Linked DNA regions of Dromaius novaehollandiae: region 1 is linked to region 2. Evidence: chromatin contacts called from public Hi-C data. All regions are on one chromosome and are shown on one strand. The core of a region is the stretch at or near the end of the contact, and the rest is flanking DNA. Distances in the headings are between cores, read along the strand shown. Region 1 holds the start of IRX1 (iroquois homeobox 1). Region 2 holds the start of IRX2 (iroquois homeobox 2).

Region 1 (3,350 bases), core at 47-2,546, 500 kb before region 2:
CAGTTTGAACAACAGCACCAACAATATCACCCGTCAGCAACAACAACAACAATAACAACAACAAAAGCCGAGTTGCTAGGGGAAGGCAACAGCACGGATAGGAGTCCTGCACAGCTCTTCCACTGCGAAGAAGAAAAACTCGGTGGAGTTTTGTCCGGCTGGAGCAATGGGACCGATTCGTGCTGTGTCTGGAGAGGGAGTGCGCCGTGCCCCAGCCCTCCGCCCCTGGCACACACACACACGCCAGCGCGCTCAGCCCTCTCCGCCGCGGGTCTCGCCGGCCGCTGCCAGCCCTCCGGCCCCGGGCAGCCACGCGGGGGGTGCCCAGCCCCGCGGAGCCGAGCCGCGCCGAGCCCAGCGCCGTGCTGAGCCACTCCGCGAGGCACAGCTGCTCCTCGCCTGCCCCCAGCCCCCTCCCCGCGGAGCCCCTCTCCCTCCGCGCCTTTCGGCCTCTTTCCGCCGCGCGGGGCCGGGGCAGGCGACGGGGAGGCGAGGAGCGGGCCCGGCGCCGCCGGTACTCACCATCTGGGAGAAGAGGCTGAGGTCGGCGGTGTAGGGCAGGAAGGCGCTGTAGTTGGGGGCGCTGTAGGGACTCGCGTACATGCCCAGCACCGAGGTGACAGCGGCCGAGCCGCTGCCCAGCTCGGCGCCCGCGGGCCGGCCCGAGGCGGCGGCGGCGGCGGCGGCAGCGGCGGCGGCGGCGGCCAGCACCCCGGGCCGGTCGCTCCCGTACACCGCCTGGCTGGCGCTGAGATACTGCGGGTAGCCCAGCTGGGGGAAGGACATCTCCAGGGCGCGGGCACGGCGGTGGCGGCGGCGGCAGTGGCGGCGGCAGCAGAAGCGGCAGAATTATAAAAAAAAGGGGGGGGAGGAATTATACAAAAAAAAAAAAAAAAAAAAAAAAAAAGGAAGAAGTGGGAAGAGGGAGCCTGAACAGCTGGGGAGGGGAGCAGAACAAACCCGGGCTTCTTTGGGTCTCTCTCTTTCTTTCTCTGTCTCTCTTTTTTTCCTTCCCCCCTGCCCCTCCTTTACTGGAGGCAGGCAGGGCGAGAGAACAGAAATCGAGCCGATAATTTTCTTTTTTTCGTTCTGATTTCTTTCTGTCAGAGAAATACTGCAACCTAGATATGGAGGAGGAGGAGGAGTGTGGAAGGATTCAGTGGGGTGTCTTTCCTCAAATCTCGGCTCTTCTGTGCTCCTAAATCCCTTAGATGTGATCTGATCAACAATTGAGCTCCAACTGATGTGTCTGCCCTTAGGTCCTAGGCTGATCTTTCAGATACAATTTGAAGTTGATGTTTTGATTGGCATCCACTTGAGCTGCAAGCGCCGCCTCGCGCCCCCCCCCCCCCCCCGCCCCTCTCGGTGCAGCACGTGGTGCGCAGCGCAGCCTGGGCCGCTCTCCTCGGGGGGTGTGTGTGTGCGCGCGCTCGCGCGCGTGTGTGCGTGCGTGTGTGTGTGTGTGTGTGTGTGCGCGTGTGTCCGCGCAGCTGCTGGGCTGGGCTGTGTGTATTTAATGTTTAGCAATGGGCTCCTTTCAGAAAAGCCCCCACTGCTGTATGACAACCTGTCTACACGATTTTACAGCTGTCCAACATTGGGGTTTTGCTGTTTCGCAGCCCTGGTGTGTCCCCTTTTAACAAAAACAACTGTGTTGCTGTTTTTTCCACCTTTAACATTGAGTCCCCCTTGTCCTCATTGGACTCAGGAACAAATGAGAGTGGCCGTGGGAGGAAAAGGGGGCTTTGCAGCCAGGCGACTGGTAACAATTTACCACTAAAAAAGCACACAAATAAATAAATAATTGTGCTCTATCTATAGCAAGCAACGAACGTCACACACACACAACTTTGCTGAAAGGCAAAGGGCTTGTAGTAGTTCTTTCCAGAAACCCTTAGTTAAAAAAAATAAAAAAGACCCGCAGCGATCTCCTCCCCCGCTCCCCCGTGCCCTGCCGACCGGTTGACACTCGGGGACAATTATCAGAGGCATTGCGACAGTTCGTGGAATATTAGCAATAAATAATCCCGCAAACGAACAGTGGAGACATGTATGCCGACGGGCACAGAAGCCCCCAGCCCTCGTCCCCGAGCCGAGGGGGGCCTGTCGGGCTGGTAGGTTGTCAAAACTTCCAAACCACCCGTTTCGGCAGGGAAACGCGGGGCGGGGGGAGGGCGAAAGGACCAAAGCGTGTTGTTGACGTTATAGTAATTAACGATGATTAGAGGTAGGGATGTTTTTTCTTCTTGTTGTTTTTCTTGTTGTTCTTCTTCTTCCTCTTCCCCCTTTCGCTTAGAGAAGGGGCAGCGAGAGACAAAGGACCCCTCTCCGAGGGACTCGGCCGCCTTGAAGGAAGTCGGTTGCCAGTGTGACCTGCCCGTTATGTTGCGAGCTTCCTCGACGTGGCTGGGCTCACCCGTACCCCGCCGGGGCCGGCGGAGCCTCGCACTGCCCGGGCGGCACCACAAGCTTTCCTTTCCCAGCACCGGCCGGGCCCTCCCAGGCCCTCCGGGGGTACCGGGAGCGAGGGGGCGGCCAGCAACGGCAGACAGAGGGCTGGTGGGTTTTTTCGCCCCGACCCTCTCAGCCCTGGTGGGGCCGCCTGGGCTTTGACCCGGGGTCCTAGGTGAGGATGGCGCTGGCTGTCCCCAGGGAAGCGCGGTCGCAAGGTGCAGCCCCCTCGGCCAGCCCCCGCCGAGGGGCACGGAGCCGCCGCCGCCCCCCGGCCCGCCGCCGTCCCAGCCGCCCGCCCGGGAGCTCCGTCTTTTGTGCTGAAGGGGGGGCCGGTGCCGCCAGGCTCTTTCCAAGGGGACGGCACAGAGGGGGCCGTGTAAGGGAAGGTCCGCTGCTTTTCCGGATGCAAGTGCTTCGCTGGGGCGGAGGGAGAAGGCGGAATGGTGGGTGGGAGGGGAGCGCGGGTGCCTCGCTCCTTTCCCCGAGCCTGGGCGAGAGCTGGCTCCCGAGCTCCGCGCCCGCGGTGCTGCCCTCGGAGCGGCTGGGAGCAGGCGCCTCCGCGTTTGCAGCCGCAAGGTCCCGCCAGGGACTGACTGCCTCTGCGGAGGCGAGAGAGCCCTTCCCTCCCACAAACTTCCCCGTGGGGTGTCGATAACCCCGGCCAGCCCTTCCCTCCTCACGCTCCGAGAAACCTCTCTGTCTGAGAGAGTTGGCTAAACTTCCTTCTCCCAGCAGCTGGAAATTAGCGAGCTTTCCTCTTCTTGTGTCTAACAGGCAGGGGAGAAACCTTTTCCCCACACCAAAATCTCACCCTCAAACCGGGAGAGCGACCCTCAGACAAAAGCGCACCGCTGAGACAAAGCCGAGAGGGGCTGAAAACCGCCGCGGTGTTTTGC
Region 2 (3,343 bases), core at 268-2,767:
CACACGGTTTGATGAGCTTTTTTTTTTCTTTTCGGTCCGAGCCTAAAGAATTATTTCGATAGCTCGGGGACTCATCCCGCTCTCTCGATGTGGTCCCTGTTGCCGGTGAAGGGGCTTGCTGATGACTTTCGGCGTTTGCAGGCTGCGAGGCTGGGGCAGCCGCTGCCCGCCGCATCCCCCCGCTGCCGGGGCGAAGCTCGCGGTGGGCTCAGGTGCGGGCCGGGGCGGCGCAGCGGCCTATGCGGGCACGCAGGGGCGGCTCTGCCCGCGCCCCCTACGTGGGCTGCCGGCAGGACGGACGCGTTGGGGGCTGCGCACACGGCGGTGCGCTCCCCACGGGCCAGGGGCGAGCGCCCGGAGCGGAACTGCCTCGGCATCGCCACGAGGCGAGCTTGGATGAATCGGGGTCGCAAGGCAGAGCACGGACACTGGAGCTGGTCCCAAATTGCGCTTAAGTGTATGCAATTAACCATAGGTTTCTTAAGAGTCTCTCCAGGCTAACCGTCCTGGAGGGAAAAAAAAAAGGAAAAAAAAAAAAGAATTCATGCCTCCACAAACATATGCATTTATTTATATTTGTATAAAGAAGAAAAGATCAATGCCTTCATCTCGTCCTCTCGTATCTGGAGTAGAGCTGCCAAGGTCTAGAAGCTGACGGTGTCCAGGGCCGAAGAGGGGGGGGGGGGAGATTACCTTATGGGGGAAATTAATTACATCGTGAGCGTATTCCGAGAGATTTATCTGAACTGCAAAAGGGAGGGGGGGGGGCACCTAGCCGCCCGGAAGGAGTCACCCAGGCCTCCTCTCCACGCACTAGACCAGGAAGAATAGAAATGAAACAGAGATCAAGATTTCTCTTTCCTTCATGTGCAAACGCGCTCTACGACTTGACTGTTTTGTGGCAACTTAGAAAACTGGAAAGCTCTTGCTGCCAGGAACAGCATGATCCTGGCTGTGCTGATCTGAGCAGTTGCTCTTCTTTCCTGCCATATAGGGCAATACTTTTACGAAGTGCTCTTCACTTGTGTTACTGCTCGGCTCCGTCGAGCCTGAGTGTGTATGTACCCACAGGCGTGCAAGCGCACATGTGTGTGATACATGTGTGTGCAGCGTAAGTTGCGAGAGCTGCAGCGAGCACGTGTGTGGGGGTATATACATAGGGAATATCAATATATATTCTCTCTCTCTTTTTTCCTTGTGGAGAGAGACAGAGGGAGCGCTATGGAGAGCGTGTGAAAAAGCATTTATGGCGCTCCGCGTGCGGAGGAGCCGAGCGGCAGCAGCATCGCTGGACTGCAGCGGTGTGCTGGCTGCCGGAGAGGCTGGCTTGCATTACAAAGCCTGCCCTCTCTCCCTCCCTCCCAGCCTCCCCGGCCACCTCCCTCTCTCCCTCCCCGGCCGCGGGAGGGGCCGGGCCCTGGGCCGGCGCGGGCGCGGGCGCGGGGGCGGGCCCGCCGCGCTATGCAGATGAGCGGCGCTGACGGACAGCTCCGTTTTCCAATGTCCCTCGGAAACTCGAGCGCTCCTTCCCTCAACTCTTCACTTCAGACTCTATACTTCCCCCAAAATACAGGCTCGCAGGCGCTGGGGGAGCTGGCTGGCTGGCGGGGAGAACTCCATATGCAGCAGCCACTTTTCTGATTTCGGGGGCTCGCTTTTCTCCCTCTTTCTCCCTCTCCCCTTCTGTTTGTCTCCCCTTCTCTCTCTCTTTTTTTATTAACCCTCTCCTCTTCCCTCTCTCCCAGATGCCCTTCCGCTCCCGGTTAGATTTCTGACCGCTCGATTTATTTTCCCTTTTTGGGGGGTGTCCTTTATTTTTTTCCCTCCTGTTTGTTTTTATTCTGAGCGGGTGCGCATGGGGGGGAGCCTATAACAATTCTGATCCTCTACATAACTGCACAGAGCCAACCGGGGCGAGAGAGAAAGGAGAGGGAGAGAGAGAGAGAGAGAGAGGGCGGGAGAGAGGGAAAGAGGGAGAGCACGAAAGCAGCGCCAGGAGCGGCAGCAGCAGCAGGGCCGGTCACCCTCGCCCCCTCCCTGCTCCTGTGCACGCCAGTGCAAGCCATGTCCTATCCTCAGGGTTACCTCTACCAGCCCCCCGGCTCGCTGGCTCTGTACTCCTGCCCGGCGTACGGGGCGTCGGCTCTGGCGGCCCCCAGGAGCGAGGAGCTGGCCAGGTCTTCGTCGGGATCGGCGTTCAGCCCTTACCCGGGATCGGCAGCTTTCACCGCCCAGGCGGCGGCCACAGGCTTCACCAGCCCGCTCCAGTACTCCACAGACCCCGCCACGGGATTCCCCTCCTACATGGTAACTACCGAAGAGCAATCCTCTCCTTCTTCATTAGCATCCGCATTCTCATCCTCATCATCTTCAGCTTGGCTCCGCACACACTCACCATCAGCCCCCGACACCACGCCGCACCGCATCGCACCGGCGGGTGCCCCGCGGCAGCTCCGCCGCCGCCCGCCCCTGCGCTGCCTCCCCGCAGCCCGGCAGCGGCCGGCGGAGCGAAGCGGAGGGACGCGGAGCGGCGGGCCGGGGCCGGGCCGGGCCGGGCCGGGGCGCCGCCTCCCTCCGCGCCGCCCGCCGTGCCGGCGGACCTGGGACTCGGGCTCGCCCCGCGGATCGCAGAGCCGCGCCGCAGCCCCGGTTACAGAAATACGGATCGTCTCAGGCAGTTGGGCTGGAGGCTTTCATTCCCCCCCCCCCCCGCCTTCTCTTTTTCTCCTTTCGCTGTGATAGAATAGGGGAGGGCTTCTTTTTTCTTTTTTTTTTTCCTTCTTTTTTTCCCTCTCTTTTAAGTCGGTGTTTAGAGGCGCTGCGGGCTTTATCCCCGCGTGGTTTTATTTACTTTCAGTGTGTTTCGTGCTAATGGTTTAACTGGATTTTAGAAATGAAAAGGAGCATCTGTTTGTGATCTGTGAGCTTCGCTTAAGCCCAAGATGGTTGTGGTGGCCGCAGTTTCGGATTTCACTTTCTTCTTATTAGTTAAAAGGAGCATTTGCAAATGCATGTGTGTGTATTCTATGCATAAACTATATAAATAAAACCATAAACTATATAAATAAACTGCACGTCTAGATGGTTATATAGTTTTATACACATGCACACACAGTCAGACACATATCTAGTCCCATACGTACAAAGACCTGAAGCCGGAATTTAGGATTGGAGCCGCTGTCGAGAACCTAAGAAAGAGATGGCAGCAGGGTAGTTCGCGCTCCCTGCAAAGTGACAGGGAAACTAATTGCTTTCTGTTTGTAAAACGGTGCATAAATTCTTGCGCAGTCTTTATTCGGGGTGGTATAAAAGATCTGTGGCTCTCCCTTGCTTGTTTTTCCTG

The links. Hi-C and Micro-C count contacts between places; a contact is called where the count stands out from the background.
Region 1: a Hi-C map of liver shows a contact between it and region 2, with 6 times the contacts expected there. The contact joins the promoter of IRX1 here to the promoter of IRX2 in region 2. A contact is called at or near these places in 2 of 4 Hi-C or Micro-C datasets (brain and liver).

Annotation. Positions count from the first base shown.
Region 1 is chr2:71,822,923-71,826,272 of bDroNov1.hap1, reverse strand. IRX1 (iroquois homeobox 1) reads right to left here and starts at 1,296. Exons shown (of 4, transcript XM_064506757.1): 1 at 523-1,296. The coding sequence starts at 786.
Region 2 is chr2:71,323,242-71,326,584 of bDroNov1.hap1, reverse strand. IRX2 (iroquois homeobox 2) reads left to right here and starts at 1,517. Exons shown (of 5, transcript XM_026093917.2): 1 at 1,517-2,307. The coding sequence starts at 2,065. LOC135327512 (a long non-coding RNA gene) reads right to left here and starts at 2,690. Exons shown (of 2, transcript XR_010387737.1): 1 at 2,396-2,690; 2 at 1-506.